3 separate regions of the Mus musculus genome follow, and regions 1 and 2 are each linked to region 3. The links are chromatin contacts, called in public Hi-C and Micro-C maps. All regions are on one chromosome and are shown on one strand. Each heading gives the region's core, a stretch centred on a gene start, on an enhancer-like site or on the middle of the called end of the contact. The rest is flanking DNA. Distances are from core to core; before and after follow the strand shown.

What was found. Hi-C and Micro-C count contacts between places; a contact is called where the count stands out from the background.
Region 1: a Micro-C map of embryonic stem cells shows a contact between it and region 3, with 2.7 times the contacts expected there. The contact joins the enhancer-like site here to the promoter of Crim1 in region 3. A contact is called at or near these places in 1 of 39 promoter capture datasets (hippocampal neurons), 1 of 484 Hi-C or Micro-C datasets (embryonic stem cells) and 1 of 115 datasets of contacts at active chromatin or transcription factors (astrocytes).
Region 2: a contact with region 3 is called in a Hi-C map of uterus, with 2.0 times the contacts expected there. The contact joins the enhancer-like site here to the promoter of Crim1 in region 3. A contact is called at or near these places in 7 of 39 promoter capture datasets (the 3T3-L1 cell line, the HPC-7 cell line, HPC-7-derived erythroid cells and 4 more), 3 of 484 Hi-C or Micro-C datasets (extraembryonic endoderm stem cells, nephron progenitors and uterus), 1 of 115 datasets of contacts at active chromatin or transcription factors (neural tube) and 1 of 9 other capture datasets (pancreatic islet).

What each region holds. Positions count from the first base shown.
Region 1 is chr17:78,634,465-78,637,247 of GRCm38.p6, reverse strand. No RefSeq gene overlaps it. Among named protein-coding and RNA genes, the nearest start is that of Gm32573, 48 kb to the right of the region's middle. Within about 2 kb of position 1,432, at least 9 of the 459 cell types and tissues checked have an H3K27ac peak or open chromatin away from gene starts, as enhancers often do. A contact at or near this core is called in embryonic stem cells, where this site is marked.
Region 2 is chr17:78,520,481-78,523,180 of GRCm38.p6, reverse strand. All of the region lies in intron 1 of Vit (vitrin), which reads right to left. Gm32573 (a long non-coding RNA gene) reads left to right here. Exons shown (of 4, transcript XR_001782251.2): 4 at 25-502. Among named protein-coding and RNA genes, the nearest start is that of Vit, 14 kb to the right of the region's middle. Within about 2 kb of position 1,435, at least 58 of the 459 cell types and tissues checked have an H3K27ac peak or open chromatin away from gene starts, as enhancers often do. A contact at or near this core is called in neural tube and uterus, where this site is marked.
Region 3 is chr17:78,198,922-78,201,621 of GRCm38.p6, reverse strand. It overlaps Crim1 (cysteine rich transmembrane BMP regulator 1 (chordin like)), which reads right to left and starts at 1,374. Exons shown (of 17, transcript NM_015800.3): 1 at 523-1,374. The coding sequence starts at 853. It overlaps Gm32282 (predicted gene, 32282), which reads left to right and starts at 1,597. Exons shown (of 2, transcript NR_168063.1): 1 at 1,597-2,028; 2 at 2,271-2,372.

The DNA.
Region 1 (2,783 bases), core at 183-2,682, 440 kb before region 3:
GATTAATACACAAGGCAGAATAAGACTCAGCCTGCTTTCAGGTGTTGAACACACTAGCATTCAACCTGACGCTTCATGGCCTCCTAAAGCTTATTAATTAAGCTGGGCCTGCTGGTAAATGCCAATAGGATGAGCATTTGGAAGGTCGATGCAGGAGAATCGTACATTTGAGACCAACCTGGACTACATAGTGAGACCATCTCAAACTGAATAAAATAGACTTATTAAATTACAGTGGTCAATGAGTATGTTAGCTTTGCTTTTATTTAGTTCCAGCGCCCAGGAGACAGAGGCAGGCAGATCTCTGTGAGTTCAAGGCTAGCGTGGTCTCCATAGAAGTTCTAGCTCAGCCAGACGTGAATTGTGAGATCCGGTCTCAAGTGTACAACTACAAAGTTACGGTTATATAAAATGAGCAGCAGCTGGAAAAGCTGCTCCTGTTGGAGTCCTGAATCTTGAGGCTGCTCCCTCAGTAGATGGAGGTTTTCCTGTTGTCTCTCAGCAGAGCTGTGAGTCCATTGCCAGATGTTGTGGAGAAAGGTATGACAAGGGATGACCTGTCTCCTGTCTTACTCCTGTCCCTCCTCCTGTTTCTGACGCTCTGCTGTGTCTCTGGCTTTGGAGATGATGAGTTACCCCAGTTTCAGCCTCCCCCACCTCTCACTTGAGACACTGTGAACTGAGTTTCTGTTCTGTGCAACAGAGGCACCCCCTAGTCCTCACAGTCTGACACATCATGGCCCCACTTTTCCCTCCATCCTCACGGTTCACACTGTGCCTCAAAGCTCACACTGTTGCTTCATGGCTAGCACTCTGCCCCCTCTTTGCTCCTGTCACCTCCTTCCCTGGACACCTTTTCCATTTTTTTTCCTTTACCTGAATGAAATGGGGTCTTTCCATAAAGCCCAGCCCAGCAATTTTCTCCATGTTTGCCAGCCTCCTGCCTCATTAGCAAAGGCATGTCTGTGTGAGCTTCCCTCATGTGACCCTGTGAACTCCTGGGACAAGGACTAGGTCTCATTTCTCTTTTTACCCTAAATGCTGATCCCATTGCCTGGCATATAATGGGTGCTTAGTAATGTCTATTAAATGAAAGTTAAATCTGACCACACAAAAAAGGATTTCCATCCTCAGGGCAATGAAAACAAAAGGAAAGGACTCCTCAGTGTAGCCCTGAGGTAGAGCCACAAAGGTCCTAGAAATACAGTGAGAGTACCGTGCAGTAAGGGACCTGAGAAGGACATGAGGACAATGGAGGAAAGCAACTAGGGTAGAATTAGACTCTCATCCAACCTGTTTCTTCTGGAATATCTGCCTCTCATTCTGTGTGTCATTGGGTAGGGTACCTGTGCCCTTCCCCAGCCTTGAATAGGCTAAACAAGCCTGGCCTGAGTCAGCCCTGGCCTTGCCACATTTGCATTTCCATATGGAACCTTGAGGAGTTGACCACCTACTGAGCTTTCTTTGCAACTCAATCTAGCCAAAACAAAGGATGGGACTGTGGGTTTGGCCTATATAAATGCAGAGCTGAAAATTAAACTTTGAGCCAAGATCAGAGAAACTGTCTTGGCGTCATTCTTCTCTCGCCTGCCCATCCCATTTCATTCCTAGCCTCCCTTTCAGGTACCCAGTTCTCTGTGGCCTCTGGGTGACTACAGGTACCATCATCAGATGTCTCTATCAGGTAACTTAAATGCAAATATTTCACTTCCTGGATTCTGTGCCCATGGTAATGTGTGTGTCCACTGAAGAGAAAGAACCACAAGAGTCTGTGGAGAATAGGCAGGTCAGGAGAAAGACGGAAGGCTCTCTTAGCAAGGAGAAGAAGCTCTGAAGGGAAGCTGGCATTTGGGCTGACACGCAAAGGATGTGTGAGAGTTTTATCAGCCCTGCATGTTTAGGGATGTCATGGGAGCAGGGACATTCCATCCTCTCAAGGCAGACCTCATGACCTACTTCCGCCAGTTAGGCCCATTTCCCAATAATATAAATCCATCATCGGATTAGCCTACTGATCAGTTCAGAGCCCTTGTGATCCAGTCATCTCTCACACACAGGAGTCCTTGATGGGAACTGTTCATACCCAAACCATATTATCATGTACCCAGTATGTGGCTTTGGGCATCAACATGCCTTAAAGCAGTGCTTCTCAACCTGTGGGTCGAGACCCCTTTGGTGGTCACACATCAGATATCCTACCTGTCAGATATTTACATTATGATTCATAACTGTCGAAAAATTACAGTTAGAAGTAAGCAATGGAAATAATTTTATGGCTGGGGGGTTACAACAACATGAGGAATGGTCACAGCATTTGGAAGGTTGAGAGCCACTATCTTAAAGGAAATGGTCTGTGAATTCCAAATAAGATATTCCCAGCAAATGGTAGAGACAAGTTCATGTGTGCAGCCTTGACACAGTGCGTAGTTTATGAGAGTCACTATTGGGCATAACTGCAGTTTTATTTCTTGTGAGACTGTTTGTAATGGCTAGTCATGCATTCAAGGCATAAATAACCCCATGATAGTAATTAAAGATTTTTTAAATTCATTTGTCTGTGCTTACCACTGGACTTCAAATCCCCAAAGACACTGCCTGAATAAATGCCTTTTTCCAAAGCAATTTAACTCATCTTTTCAAGAATATTTCCTACTTATCCATGTAGTCTAGTGGGAGACTTTCTTGAGACTTTGACTGGAAAATAACATTATTTCAAAACGCCTTTTAAGCTGAAAAAAATTCCTTGGACACAGGAAGATGGTCTTTTCTGTAAACTCACACTG
Region 2 (2,700 bases), core at 186-2,685, 320 kb before region 3:
CTTTTATTTATTTATTTATTTTAGCCAGGTCTCGTTTCCCTGAAAAGATGGCTGGTGGAATGAAAACTCTTCAAATGAAGCGGACGCATGCACTTCTGTTAGCATCGGAGCAAGCAATGGCTTCGTAGAGAGGCGGCATGAAGCCCCGTAGCCAGGCTCTGAGAGGAAGCATGGCGGAGGGACACAATGAGCCCTGAAGACGGGCGACCTGAAAGCGAAGCTGCCAGGACGGTGTTGTGGGGTTTCTCGATTATGACAGTACTGTGCCAGCACGGACATTTGACAGCTCCGAAGACACTTTGGTTGCTACAATTTGGCGAGGTGGGGGCAGTACTGCTTGGCACCTCATGGGTAGAGGGCAGTAGCTAAGACATTCCACAACGAACAAGCCAGCATTTCAAATAAGGCGTCAACAAAGTCTTATTTGTGTGCGTGATTATTTTTCAAGTTGTTTATGAAAATGTTGCATCAGCTGATCTTATCACCGAGGAATTTCCCTTAAGTCTCACATATACATAGGTGAATAAGGTGTGAGCTATTTATGAATACATTCCTTTCTTGGAAACTGTACTTCAAAAAAAAATTATGTGTGTGTGCAGACAGTTGCCTCAAAGTGGGATGTGTTCTGATGCCTCCCGGATCTGGAGTTACAGGGGGTTGTGAGGTGTCTGACCTGGGACTGGGGAACTAGACTTCTGTCCTCTGGAGGAGTTACATAAGCTTTTAACCACTGAGGCATGTCCCCAGCCTAGGGGGTCCCTTTTGCTCACTGAGAAAATCCCACAGCAGAGGTGTTCATCCGTGGCCACCAGTTGGACTGAATAGCTCCTGTATGTGCCATGACACACACGTGTACATGCACGTGCCACTTATCCATGTGGCATTTTTCACATTTCCGCAGGACCGAGCAGGAAAGCTCTTCTTGGTATGTGTTTGAGGCCATCATTTTGTACCTCGTTAAGAACCGGCCATATGGTAATGCTTACTGCATCCACAAACACTTCCCCAATAGTGACTTCCAGGGACATTGCAGATAGCAATTACATCTCCCAAGTGGTAGTTTAGATCTTAGACCTCCAGTGGTGGGGGGTGGGGGCGAGGTGGGGCATGCACTGGTTTGCAGGCATGCGGTGGGGTGGGGGTGGGGTGGGGGTGGGGTGGGGGCATGCACTGGTTTGCAGGCATGCAGTGATGAGCTCTACAGAACTCCTCCCGCTAGTCATCCATTCTGGGTAATGGAAAGGGTATCAAGAAAGGAACATCCGGGGAAGGAAACAAGGCCCTCTGAGATGAGGTGGGGCAGGAGGGCACCTCCCAGTTACCCTGGAAACCAAGAAAGGCTTCAAAAAATCTCATGGGGCTGTTAAACACGGGTCTCTCTCATCAGAGATGCCTCTGCCTAATGTGTTTGACACTGCTTTAGCTCTGCCTCCTCTTTGTGAGTTTCCCCTTGGGCTGCTGTGGTTAGTGACTGCCAAGGGCTATCTACTGTGGATGTAGGGCTGGGTATCTGTTTCAATTCAACTGGAAATCCCTAGAGCCTTCACTGGCGTGAACACTCTGTGCTTTGTTGTTCAGCCTCCAGTTCTGAGGCACAGAAAATCATGTCAAGCTCTGGGCTGCCCTTCCAATGGAGAGAGGAATGGGAGGGCTTGTCTGTGGGACCTAGGCTTTCCTGACTGCCTCTTGGTAAAGAATGGGCTAATGTCAGATGACAGGCCTTCGACTCTCCCAGAGCAGCGTCAAGGCACATTCTTGAGTCTGGTCGAGAAGAGGCTAGTGGAAAATGGAGGGTGTGGAGGAGCACGGGGGAGTGGCTGTGGCTGTGGCTAGAGAATTAAGGGCTGTGGAGGATTAAACTCTGGAAATTACCAGGGACAAACAGAGTCGTTCTGATGCAAGATACTAAACTTGAAAGGAAACCTCCTAGCTTCATGCCCCAGAGCTCCTGAGAGCATTCTTAGCCTAAAAGAGCTTTTTGCTTCAGCCACATGCCTCTCCTGATATTTTTGTTATGTCAGGAGAGATTTGTTCCTTTATTTCTCTTCGTGAAATTTATTTATTTATTCATTTATTTGTATTATTTTTATTGAGATAATGTCTCACCAAGCTGCCCAGGAGCTACCTAAGCTCTGAGCTGAAGTGTTCCTTCTGCCTCAGCCTCCCTGACTGTCTAGTAAGTGTAGGTGTGCCATAGTGGGTCTGTTTTTTTTTTTTTTTTGCAGAAAGTTCTGGAAGTTTTAAGTATACCCAATAACAACGGTCATTTCGGAACGCTCACTAAGTGCTACACTCCACACTCACTAGGACTTATGGACTTCTCACGGTTAATAGACTCAGAAGAGTACTTCTATGTCCATCTGCTTTCCAGACGAGAGAATGGAGATGAAGAGAATGTTAGCAAATTTCTCAAGATCTGTTAGCAAATTTCTCAAGGTTGTAGAGGATATGTGACTATCCTAGAACTCGAATGTCAGACTTGGACTCCTTCACGCCTTCAGCATCTCATGTCCCCACTCCTCACAGCATGGGTCCATTTCCCTTCCACCTGACTCATGGATCATAGGCATTTAAAATATTCGCTTGACAAGAGTTAAATTTCAGGCTGTAAAGCATACACATTGGGTAGTAAAAGTTGTCATAATTATAAAGAATCATACTGGGGTCTGAACTCACAGAGTTCTCTTCCCCACAAATGTT
Region 3 (2,700 bases), core at 125-2,624:
GCAACTTCGCCTGGACTGACATACTCCGGAGCTGAAACTGATTTATTACGCGAAGGAGGAAGAAGGAGGTGAAGGAAGAGCGCAAAGAAAAAATAGTAAGAGTCACATAGGGAGTGCAGGCTGGAGCACAGGTCTACTCCGCTATCAGAAGCCGGCTGCGCGGACTGCGTACGCCCTCGGTGCCACACTGCGCTATGCGGGCAGGGCAGCAGGGGCGGACTCCCCGAGGGACTTGTGCGTGCCAGACTCCGCAGTGTGCCCCCGCACAGGGCACCCCTGCCTGGGGCGAGAAAGGCCACCCAGTGTAAGCCCTAATCACCGCACCTGTGTGTGTCTATGCGTGTTCGGAGCTCACCCACGCAACCCAACCTCGCCCGCCCCTGGGCAGGCATCTAGGGCACCCTCCAGGGGACAGCGACCGTCCCTCCTCCCCGGGAACCCTCTCTCCTCTGGGAAAAGTCTCAAGCAAACTTTGTTCCGCGCCCGCCAGGTGGGAGGGGGCGCGCAGCAGGGCAGCCGTACCTTCGCAGACGCCCACTTCGTACTCGGTGATGGAGTCGCCATTGAGCGGGGGGCGGATGACACAGCGCAGCCCCCGGTCGCAGGCTCCATGGAGCCCATAGGCTCCACCGCAGCTCTCGTTCCTCTGGCGGGCGCACATGTAGCAGCAGCCGCAGACGCCCTGCACGATGCTTCCTGGGCAGCTCCGAGGCTCCTCGCACTTGGACTCGTCACAGGGCAGGCAGACCAGCGCCCGGGTGCCTGAGCGCGCCAGCAGCAGCAGCAGCCCCAGCAGCGAGACCGAGAGGTGCCCGCAGCCGGCCAGCCCCCTGCCCCCCGCCACCAAGTACATCCTCCTGCGCCGCCGCCTCCTCCTCGCAGTCGGGCCGGGAGCGGGGCGGGCGCCCTCCCCTGCGCGGGGCACACGCGCCGCCGCCGCACCCGCAGCCCGCGGTCCTCGTGCCCCACTAGGGGCCCCCGGGGCGCTCCTCCCCTCGCGGGGCGAGGCCCCCGCCGCCCCTGCGGGCCGCGCCGACCCGGAGCCCACGAGCGTTGGCGCCAGCGGCAGCGGTGGCGGGTGGCTTCCCCTCCTCCTCCTTCTCCTCCCGGGCGGGAGGGGGAAAAGAGGAAAAAAAGTTTCCTCTCGGCAGCTCCGGTTCAACCCAAACTTCTGGCGGCGGCGGTGGCTGCGCACCGCTCCGAAGAAGGGCTGGTGGCTCCTTCTGGTCCTCCGCGCTGCTCCTGATTGCCGGGGAAAGACGACGGCAGCGCAGCCTCCGGGCCGGTCCCCGCCTCCCGAGCCGCCGAGTGGGCGCGGTGGCTCAGCAGAAGGTCCGTGGCGTCCGTTCCTTGTGCCCGGCTCGGCTCTCTCCCGCGCCGCTCCTCCGGGCGCTTGTTTATGGCTGGAGCCTCCGCCGCTCCGGCTGCGCCCTCCCCCATCCTACCTCATTCCCCCCCCCGCCCTCCCCGCGCCGCGCGCTGCTCATTGGCTGCCCCCCCACCCTCGGGCCGGCCGGCCCCCTCCCCTCCCCCTCGCCTCCCTCCGGGGCTGCCCCGGCCCTTCCTCCCTCCACGCCTCCTCCTCCTCCCCCTCTCCTTCCTCCGCAGCCCGGCACCGAGTCGGCCCTGCTGCCGATCATCCGGGCTCGGGGCCCGGCCCCGCGAGCGCGCTGCGGCCGGGGATCTGAGACAGTCGTAGCGACGCGAGCCCCCGCCGGCACCGGGCCACGAGGGCTAGCTTTGGAGCACCGGGGGCGGGACGGCTGCACCTCCGGGTGGTAGTTTTGAGTTCAGAGAGTGGCGGGGATCCTAGCCGGAGCTGTTGCTGCAGCCTAGGCTGGGCACTGGCCGGATCGAACCCCAGGAAAGGGAAGCGAACGCGTGGAATTTCCGCAAACTGGACGAGAATCCATCTTCCACTCGAGCTGGGAATAGACTTTGTAAAAGATATTATGTAATGGAGTCTTGGAAACCTGGAGACATCTCCAGGGAAACTGCTGGTGGGGTTGAATGCTTTAAATGGTCTAGGTAAATATTCTGAGCTGGGACAATGTTGGGGAGGGCTGCAGCTTGAATTTTAATGATCCACCTTCTGTATGTCTGTGTGGAGGTGCTGTATCATGGGAGGGGTGACTGGAAAGTAACAGAGCTTAATCCTCTCTGGAGTAAGGCTCAACACTAGATTACAAGTCTTGACATGACGCTAGGCTGGAAGAGCCTAGGCATCCTTACATGCCACCTGACTGTGCCGTTTTGTTTTGTTTTTTCAGGCTCGCGAGCTAAAGAGGCGTGTTTCCCTTTTCTTCCTCCCATTTTTCTTTCCTAAAAGATTTATCACGAATGTATTAATAAAGAAGATGGGTGGTAATATATTCTTTGTGGCGAGACATGAAACAACTGGAGAGGAGCTGTGCACATGTGGAGGATTTCTCCTCAATGATTTCAGAGATTCTCCCAGTGATAGCTCTGATCCCTCATCAGGAGAGAACCAGTGGCCCCGTCGATGTTTTCTCCGTGCCCCCTTACAGGAGTATAAATAAAACAGCCCAAGGAGGGAGGGGGGAGTGATTTGAATCATTATGTAAAACCCGCCTGGTGTTGGAGCAGGTGTGAAGTGGGCTTGGCTGCCTGTGCATGGTCTTGCTGCAGATAGGTGGCAGCTAGTTAGATCAGGAGCATCATGACTAATGAGCCAAAAGT